3 separate regions of the Mus musculus genome follow, and regions 1 and 2 are each linked to region 3. The links are chromatin contacts, called in public Hi-C maps. All regions are on one chromosome and are shown on one strand. The core of a region is the stretch at or near the end of the contact, and the rest is flanking DNA. Distances in the headings are between cores, read along the strand shown.

The links. Hi-C and Micro-C count contacts between places; a contact is called where the count stands out from the background.
Region 1: a contact with region 3 is called in a Hi-C map of muscle stem cells, with 7 times the contacts expected there. The contact joins the promoter of Tdp2 here to the promoter of E2f3 in region 3. A contact is called at or near these places in 1 of 39 promoter capture datasets (cranial neural crest) and 1 of 484 Hi-C or Micro-C datasets (muscle stem cells).
Region 2: a Hi-C map of B cells shows a contact between it and region 3, with 5 read pairs. The contact joins the promoter of BC005537 here to the promoter of E2f3 in region 3. A contact is called at or near these places in 1 of 39 promoter capture datasets (cranial neural crest) and 1 of 484 Hi-C or Micro-C datasets (B cells).

The regions. Positions count from the first base shown.
Region 1 is chr13:24,830,199-24,833,200 of GRCm38.p6, forward strand. It overlaps Tdp2 (tyrosyl-DNA phosphodiesterase 2), which reads left to right and starts at 1,461. Exons shown (of 7, transcript NM_019551.2): 1 at 1,461-1,731; 2 at 1,812-1,897. The coding sequence starts at 1,534. Acot13 (acyl-CoA thioesterase 13) reads right to left here and starts at 1,291. Exons shown (of 3, transcript NM_025790.2): 1 at 1,028-1,291. The coding sequence starts at 1,108.
Region 2 is chr13:24,800,398-24,803,309 of GRCm38.p6, forward strand. It overlaps BC005537 (cDNA sequence BC005537), which reads left to right and starts at 1,260. Exons shown (of 5, transcript NM_024473.3): 1 at 1,260-2,912.
Region 3 is chr13:29,984,414-29,987,536 of GRCm38.p6, forward strand. E2f3 (E2F transcription factor 3) reads right to left here and starts at 1,650. Exons shown (of 7, transcript NM_010093.3): 1 at 887-1,650. The coding sequence starts at 1,255.

The sequences.
Region 1 (3,002 bases), core at 211-2,710, 5.2 Mb before region 3:
CTGTCAACGACAGGTGCCCACCTGCAACCCTGTCAATGACGGGCTCCCACCTGCAAGCTTGGATTAACTACATCCCAGTCCTCATAAAGTTGTTTTTGGTTGTTTTTAAAGAATTAAAATTTCCTCTTAAATCATTAAAATTCTTTTTAGGTAATATTATCTTTCTAAAAGTCACTGTCAAATGCTGTCCTTAGTTTTGAAATATTTCCTATTGGAAAACATTAAATATATTTACCTAAGGGTTATTTCCTATTTTTTTGACACTTTATGAACATAGTTAAAAAATTCTAAGAGGGGGCGTGTTCAGGAAAAAGATTTCAAATGCCTGTTGTTGACCAAAATTTATATTTCATGCCCAAATTCTTTTTAAATTTCCAAGTATTTTTTCTTAATCAGAAAAATAGACATGCGTGCATTAAAACATTTATTAAAAAGTCTGCAGCAAGTTCTAAGGTTAAGTGTCTTTCTACTCTGACAATACCACGCACTGGACTTCTGCTACGGATATTTATTAAGGATTGCTTCCTATAGAACACAATGTCTATAAAGTCTGGAAAACAGTAGTCTACGTTAGTTCATGTGGAATGGCAGGGTGCAGGCACTGGTCCTGGTTAACTCTGTAGACTCCCAGGCCAGCCTGGACTACAAGGGTTCTCAGCCAACAAACGTTACATAGTTACATAGACCTAGTTACAAAGACCTAGTCTCAAAAGCAAGAAATACAACACACGTACAGGTGGTTCTCGCATTCACTTCCGTACCTCAAACCTCCTTGACTCTTAAGAAACAATTCCTATATACTAGCCCTGCAGGCTCCAGCGTCCCTTAAATGGTACGCTGACATTTTTTCTCCACACACTCCAACAGTTTGCTGGTTAAAAAAAAAACAAAAAACAAAAAACCAAACATGCTTATTTACGTTTCGATGAGAATCCACGCCACGCACTTCCCCTGCGTTTGCGAGGCCACTAAGGTGTTTTACTAGGTTCGTCCCCTTCACCAGATACTTCGCCTACAATAAATATACCTTTTCCAAAACTCTATCAAAACCGGGAACTTTGAACATAACCTTCATTACTTCTCGTAGGTTCTGGGTCATGCTGCTCATCGTGGACGCAAAGCAAGAGTCTGGGCTCTGCGAGAATGAACTCTGGAAGAGACGTTTGTGAGAGGACAAGGGTGTGGAAGGTCAAGTCTGCAAGCCCGGCCGCTGTCGCGTCGTGCTCGGGAGAAAGGATCGCGCGCCCCGGTCGCCCTGGTCCTAGATGATCACGGGTTACCTTCACTCTTTAGCGCCCCAGCGCGCACGCGCAACCTTCAGGCCTCCTCGGCCCCTCCTTCCCCTCCCCTCCCCCTCCCCCTCCCCATCTGCGCCTCGCTGGCCGCGGACGGGGACCAGAGAGGGCGGTCTTCTTGCCGGAAGGTTGACGCGGACGCGCTTGCACGCTGCGCGCCTGCGCAGGTTCCGGCGTTCGCGATCAGTCGCGCGGGAAGCAGCGTGAAGAGCGGGTGTTTTGAGGGGACCCTGCGGCGATGGCGTCTGGCAGCAGTTCCGATGCGGCGGAGCCCGCAGGGCCGGCAGGGCGGGCGGCGTCGGCGCCCGAAGCAGCACAGGCGGAGGAGGACCGGGTGAAGAGGCGGCGGCTTCAGTGCCTGGGCTTTGCGTTGGTGGGGGGATGCGACCCCACGATGGTCCCCAGCGTCCTGCGGGAGAACGACTGGCAGACGCAGGTCAGTTCGCGTCTCTCGCTTCCGCCGCTCTCCCCCGGGAGGCGGGGCGCGCCCTGCAGCCTTGTGCCTTTGCTTTTCAGAAAGCCCTGAGCGCCTACTTCGAGCTGCCAGAGAACGACCAAGGGTGGCCGCGCCAGCCTCCCACGTCCTTCAAGTCCGAGGCCTAGTAAGCGACGGGGGTCGCGGGCTGCTCGCCGAGGGCGGGGAGGGACCGCCTGCTGGGCTTGGGCGTCCGAGGACCGGGACCTGGAAAAGGGCGGCCGGCGCCCCAGAGCTGGAAATCTCAGGGAATGCTTCCGAGGATGCAGGGTCACTTCCCAGCGGGACTTGTCTTTGTTGTTTTGGGACGAGTCTCACTGTGTAGCGCTTGGCTGGCCTGGAACTCGTCGTTATTTGAACCAAGCTGGCCTCGAACTCAGATCAGCTTGCTTCTGCCCTCTCAGTGCTGGCACGTTGAAGGCACATACTAGAACTGGCTTCCAACGTGATTTATTTTATTTTATTTTATCTTATTTCTTAAACCTGAAGATTATTTTATGTATTTTGAGGCAGAACCTCACCCTTTATCCCTGGCTGGCCTGAGCTTGGTGTGTAGACTAGGTTGGCCTCAAACACAGATCTACCTGCCTCAGAATCGAATGGGCTGGATTTAGAGTGCCCACCACCACACTGGGATGGAATTTTTGTTTAATGTTACCGTTATTTGTTCTTTTTCGAGACAGAGGCTTGCAATAATCCTGACCTCCAGCTCTCTTCCAGCCTCCCTTTTGCTAGCATTGCATCTGATTCCAGCACTCCCTACCCGAACTTTTTATTTGAGCCATATATGTCCAGGCTGACTTGGAACTCCTTTGTGGTCAAGGCTTGCCTTCCATTGGCCCAGTACTGGGATTAAAGGTTTGTGAAACCCTGGCTACTGAAATACACTTACTGACCTGAAATATTGGTGATATGTAAACTGAAGATTAGAAAAAAAACAGAGGTAGAGATTTTCTCCTGAAGAATGGTAACCTGTAAGTCTCCTTGTTTCTGCATAGTTTATCTGCTCTCCTCTTGCCAAAGAACGATAGTTTTTCTTTTGAGACAGGTTTGTTTCAAGTTTGATTAGTTTGGCACAAGTTTGTGTGTAGTTCAGGCCGGCATTGAGCTCCTAGCAATCTTGCCTCAGCCTGTGGGAACTAAAAACCATACCAGCCAGGTTTAATATTTGTTTTTAGTGTATGCTGTTCCTGTTGTCTCAATGCCCTGCCTCCGATTTTCATTGTTGTTGT
Region 2 (2,912 bases), core at 10-2,509, 5.2 Mb before region 3:
TCCAACACCCATTTTTCCGCCCACTTCCCCGGCTTTGGCTTTTGAGCATCTCTGGAGCAGTGATTCTCAACCTCCCCATTGCTAAGATCCTTCAGTACTGTTCCTCATATTGTGCTGACTCCCAACCGTAAATTTCTGTTGCTACTTCTTAACTGTAATGTTGCTGCTGTTATGAATGTTAATGTTTTCCGATGGTCTTAGGCAACCTCTATAAAAGGATCATTGGATTCTCCCGTATGGGGTGCGACCCACAGGTTGAGAACCGCTGCTTTAACAGGACCCCCACCCTACCCCACCCCCTAAGTCCAACTACCGCTCCCCAGCATAGCCCAGGGTGGAGCTACTCTCTCCGCTTCGTCATGGAGGGCGTAGGGGGCGTGCTCTTATGACGTAAAAGGACGGGGCGGGGGAGACCTGGACAGCCTGACGGAGGGACAGAGGGGCGGAGGGAGTGGCGGGAGACCCTTGCCACGCCTTAGGACTTTCCATATTGATAAATAGGGGAAATGTGTGTTCTCAAACACCCCTAGGAAAAGAAGTATCTTACTGAAAGCCTAATTTCAAAGCTACTCACTATTTATACCGACTTTTATATGTCACACATTACTAGCTTTTCGGTTTTTCTGTCTCCATAACTGTGAAAACCTTCACGCTTCTTTTCCCGCCTCCCCCTTCAGTTTTTGCCACAGATGGTAGCGTCCGGGGCGCGCGCAGGCGTAGAGCGCTCGGGGCGGTGCCGCGGAGGGGCGGGTGACGCAGCAGCCGTCGCTGCCATTTTAAGTTGTTTGTTCTTGTTTCTTTTCCTCAAACGCGACTCAGCCCCGGACCCGGGAGGTTCCAGCGGCAGCCGCTGCTTCTGAAGCCACTCCGGTGCGGGGGGTGGGGGAACCGAGGCTGTGGCCCCGCGGACGCTCGACCTCCTCCTCCGTTGCGGCTCTCTCCCCCCATCCGTCGGGGCTCTCTCTTGGACTATCTTCCTGAACCGGACTGTTGGGCGAAGCAGGCCTCGGGAGCCGACGCTCGAACCGAGACAACTTTGCCGGGCTCACTCCGCGGACAGGCCGTAGCGCAGGGCTCCCCTCCTTCCCTCTTCCCTCCCGCGCGCTTTCCTCTTCCTCGCCGTCTCCCCCCTCCCCCTACCAACCCCGCGCCGCGTCCTTCCCTCCGTCGCCGCCCGGGGCGCCGAGCCCGACTATGGGGCCCAGGTGGGGGCTGAGTGGCGGCAGCAGCGCGCGTGGCCCGGCCACAGAGCGCAGCGCAGCGGGCATGGAGGGGCTCCGTCGGCCCGTCGTGTTCTCTTGACATGGCTCCCGCCCGCGCCACGAGCAGCGCCCCCGCCGCCGCCGCCGCCTCCTCCTCCGCAGCCGCCGCTCCGCCCGCAGGCTGCGGCTAGACGGCCCACCGACGGTCGGCCTGCGAGTCCCGCTCTCCTCTCCGCGGGGACCCCGCCCTGCCGCCTAGATCCCGGCCTCTCTGTCCCCTTGGGAAACCACCCAGCCGCCCCCACTCGGGAAACATGGGCTGTTGAACGGGAAAAGCGAATCTAGAACCCGGGAACTTCATTCCTTGCTTTTTTTTGGGGTGGGAGGGTGGGCTTCCTTTTAAGAAGTAATTATTATTAACACGATTATTCTCTTCTTTTCCCCTCCTCCCAACTGATCCTTCCTACTTAACTCTCTTCCCGCCTCCTCTACCCGGGCGGGAATTGTTTCCACATTGAAATGAGTGAGAACCCGAGTGATCCAGTGTCTCCCGTGGTGCGAGTGAGTCGCTGCCGCTGAAGGCCAGGGGTTGTGGGTGGGACCTGGGGGTCGAAGGCAGGTGATCCCCGGGCCCGGCCTGGGACGTGGGAGAACCCGCCACCTTAGCCTCAGCCATGCTCACACGAAGATAATCGAACTCCCTACCATCCCGAACTTGAACGGGGTCAAATTTATACGGAGGGCTCCCCGGGGAATGTAGAACCCACCGCAGGGCTAAGGGTGCTTGGATCCCGGGCATTAATCAGGGCTAATCACAGAGCCGGAATAACTATTAATACCGTTTAATAGACCCCCCTTTCCCTCTGCCATCATGGTTCTCCTTGGCAGCAGCGTTCGCAGCCGCCTGAGGGTGAAAACGTGGGTGATGGGGAAGTTGGTAATGACTCCGCTGTTTTTTCTCATGACTCCTTTGGGCAACAGCTGTCCACCCCCGGTATACACTGTAGTTGATTGCAGGGAAACCCTGTACCTCTCCCCTTCTTTCTCTGCTGATTTTGCACTTTTCTCTTTGCTCACCACCAAGTGTAATCAATAGCAAAGCACTGACAGTTCATAGCAGTAGTGAAATCTGAAATAACTAAGAATTAATCAGGTACTACAGCCATGGATCTGGCTGGGTAAAATCCAACTGGGGATTTCAGTTTCATTCACCTACCCTGTTTTGGTGGTTTTCAGTTTTTGGGTTTTTTGTTTTGGGGGGGGTATTTTTTTTTTCCCTGTATTTGGGAAGCAACATCACAATTTTCCCTCCCTTTTCTCAATTTCTTAATCCCTTTTCTGAAAAGGGACTATGCGAATGGGTTTCAAGGATTGGACCGGTGTCAGCTGTGTTTTACTGCGCACCTAAATCCTGATGATCGGTTTTTCATTTTCCCCTCAATGGCTTTTATTTTGGCAGTTTAGCCACATGTGTTTTCCAGAAAGTTAGTTCCAAGTTTTTTTCTCCTCTTTCTTTCCTTCCCCTTCACCTTCCCCATCTAACCCCCAAACATTATTGTCCAAACATGACTGGACAGCAACTTTTGTTTCTTGACCCTGTGGTATGACAGTCTGCTAATATTGTTAGAAGGTGCAGTTTGGGGGTTACAGTTGTGATTTAGCTATTCAATCATATTAGCAGGAAAAAAAATGACTTGTTTCTGTTGTACT
Region 3 (3,123 bases), core at 400-2,899:
TGTGCGAAACGTCACCGGCGGGTCCCGGAGAGAAGGGACAGATCCTGGCGGCGGGACGGGAACCCGGCTGCCCCCGCCCTCCGTCGCCGGGGGGGCGGGGAGGGGGACAGGGCGGGGAAGGAAGGGGCAAGGGGAGAGGCGGGTCAAGGGCAGGCCCGGGGCCCGGAGAGCAAGGCCCCAGCGCTCCGGCCACGCGGGCGCCGCCGCTGCCACCGCGGAGATGCGCCCAGGCCGGAGCACCCGCCCGCCGGCCCCTTGTCGCAGACAGCGCGAGCCCTGGCCCACCGGGGCTCTCAGCTCCACCTCCCCCACCGCGATACCCGTCCACCTCCCAGATCCCCTTTGTTGCCTGGAGCTAGGTCCCCAAAGGTGCCAGGCACTGGCGCCCCTGCGCTCGGAGCACGCCTGCGGGACCCCCAGTCGCCCAGGGGCAGCAGAGACAGGAGAGGAGGCTTGCACGCCTCGGGTCCCCCAGTTTACATCCTCTGGGGTCCCCCACTCTCCAGTGCACTACTCCCTCCCCCACCCCCTTCTCCATCCGGGGCGTGACCCCTTCCTACGCCCGAGAAAGAGGAAGCTTCGAGTTGCAAGGGAGGGGAGAGTGGGGGTAGGGAAAAGTGCAGGAAAAGAAGTGGAGGGGGGGGGGGCGCGAAAAGTTTTGGAGTGTTGGATGTGGTTCTCAAAGAGGGACTCCCCACTGCCCCGCGTGCCTGCCCAGGCCCCCACGTCCTCCCAACGTCCGCAGGAAAGCACCCCGAGTCTAACAATAAGCACACGCTGGAAGGGACAGCAACGAGGCCCACGATGCTCAGCCTCGCGCTCCCGCCGCCACCGCTCCCGGGAGCCCGCCTCCCACCTGGGCTAGGGACGCTGAGGAGGGTATTACCGGTGGGCCACCGCCGCCGCCGCGTCCTGGTGCTGGTGGCTGCTGCAGCAGCCCGACTCTGCTGGAGGGTCCTTGTGGCGTGGTGTAGAGGCTGCTGGCGGCCGGCTCCGTGCCGGGGACACTGGGGAGAAGGGGGCCGGCGGTCAGGGCGCCACTTTGGAGGGAGGTGGCACAGGACGTGGTGGAAGGGTTCGTAGTGAGGATCTGGATGTACGTGCCCGGGGCGGCGGCGGCGGCGAAGCCGGGGCTGGCTAGCAGTGCCCTTTTGTCCATGGAGGCTGCAGCGGCGGCGGCGACGACAGCCGCCCCCTCCCCACCCCCGGCGGTCACCAGGTACTGCTCCAGGGCGGGCTGGATCCCCTTTCTCATCTCTCGCTCCTGCTCTTTTTTAGTGTTACGATATATTAACGTATTGCTTTCAATTTCTTTTATTATTTGCAGCCGGAGTTTCCAAGTCTCTCCTTCTCGCCTCCCCTCCCGGCGCTTCCGAACCCTCTCTCTCTCTTTTCTTTTTATTTTTCCGCACCGCACAGGCCCCGGGGGCCAAAAATAATCGGGGGTCTGGAGAGAGGAGGGTCCCGGCCGCACGGATATCAGGCCCCGAGGAGGGATGGAGGCGTCGGGGGCAGCCGATGCAACGGATTGCGAGGCGGTGGCGGCAGCCCGGGTGCTGCGGCCGGCAGCTGAAAAATGGCTCCAGGAAGCTGCTGCTGACAATGAATGAAGGGATACGGTTTACGCGCCAAGGTCCTCCCGCGAAACTCAGATTTCCCGCCGGCTTTTCAAACCATATTTGCATATCTCCGCCCCTCAACCCGCCGAGGACTGTTCCCACAGTCCATTGGATCCCTGTCGCCTTACTTCGGTACCAATCCTGGAGCGAGGTCGCCACTGGCTGTTTTCCATTGGCTGCCATACACCATGGTTACCGGGGTGACCCGGGCTCTATTTGCATAGAGCAACCTGACTGGCTGGAAGCAGAGCAGGCTTCTTAGGAGGTGGGGCAAAGTCCTACTCTCCCACGGAAAGCCACGCCCATTCCAGGCCCCTCCCTCGCTCCTACCCGCGGGGCTGGCTCTGATGACCTGGGCAGGGACTCTGCCTCGCAGACTCAGTGTGGATCTAGTCTTGAGCGCAAGTTTCGGTTTTGGAAATTGTCAAGGTGACACCCTCAGGGACTTTGTTTCCTGTAACCAAGCAGTGTAGTAAATGAAGAACTGGTAGAAATTCCCCTAAATATGTGTCAAAGGCAAGTTGGACCCGGCCTGGCAGGTGGAAAACTGAGCCCTTTAAATCCTGGGTTTCTTCCTTCCTGAAATCCAACCAATGACGTGAGAGCGGATCCGGAGGCCAAGGCTGATAGACAGAAGCATGTGGGCAGACAGAACCGTGGGGGTAGAAGGTTCAGCTGACGCGACTGCAGGCACACTTTAGTTCATATTCCAGATCATTCCTGGCAGCTTCATGATTAGCCCGATTTCGATTTAAGTAAAAATTAACTCTTTGTTCAGTGAACTCTGACTACAAGTATAGGTTTGAGTCTAACAAGCACCCTCTCTGGCCCAGAAACACCCAGGGGAGTTAATCAGGGCTAACCTAGAACTGATCCGCGGGTTTTTAATCCGCCATGCAGTAATCCAAAGTAGTACAGGCTTTTATGGTGACGTGGGACTTCCAGTGAAAGCTGCCTGCACTCAGCTCTTTACAGCCTCATACGCCAGGAAATTCTTAAGCAAACAGCAAACACTACAACGCAAACCTAACCCGATATGTTTTAAAAGAGGAGAAAAATGTATGCATATATATGTATATATGGAAATCAGAAAATGTCAAGGAAAATGAAATCGTCGAACTGGTTTCTATATTAAAGTAAATACTCACGGATCTTTAAAATGAGCATTGTGGGGCTGGAGAAATGGATCAGTTACTTACATAAGTGAGGGGACCTATATTTGATCCCCAATACTCACATTTAAAAAGCTAGGCATGACCGCGTGTATCACTAATCCCAGAACTGGGAGAATGAGACCTGAAAACTCATTGGGGCTTGATGGTCAGCCAGTGAAGCCAGTTGGGAAATTCGAGACTCACTGAGCTATCCTATTCTGAAAACTCAGGTAGAGAGCTACTGAGGGAGACATCTGAGGTTGACCTCTCTGGCCTCCACAGGCACGTGCATATGCACAAGCGTGTGCACTCTCACGTACACACACACTTGTATACGCACAATGAGAAGT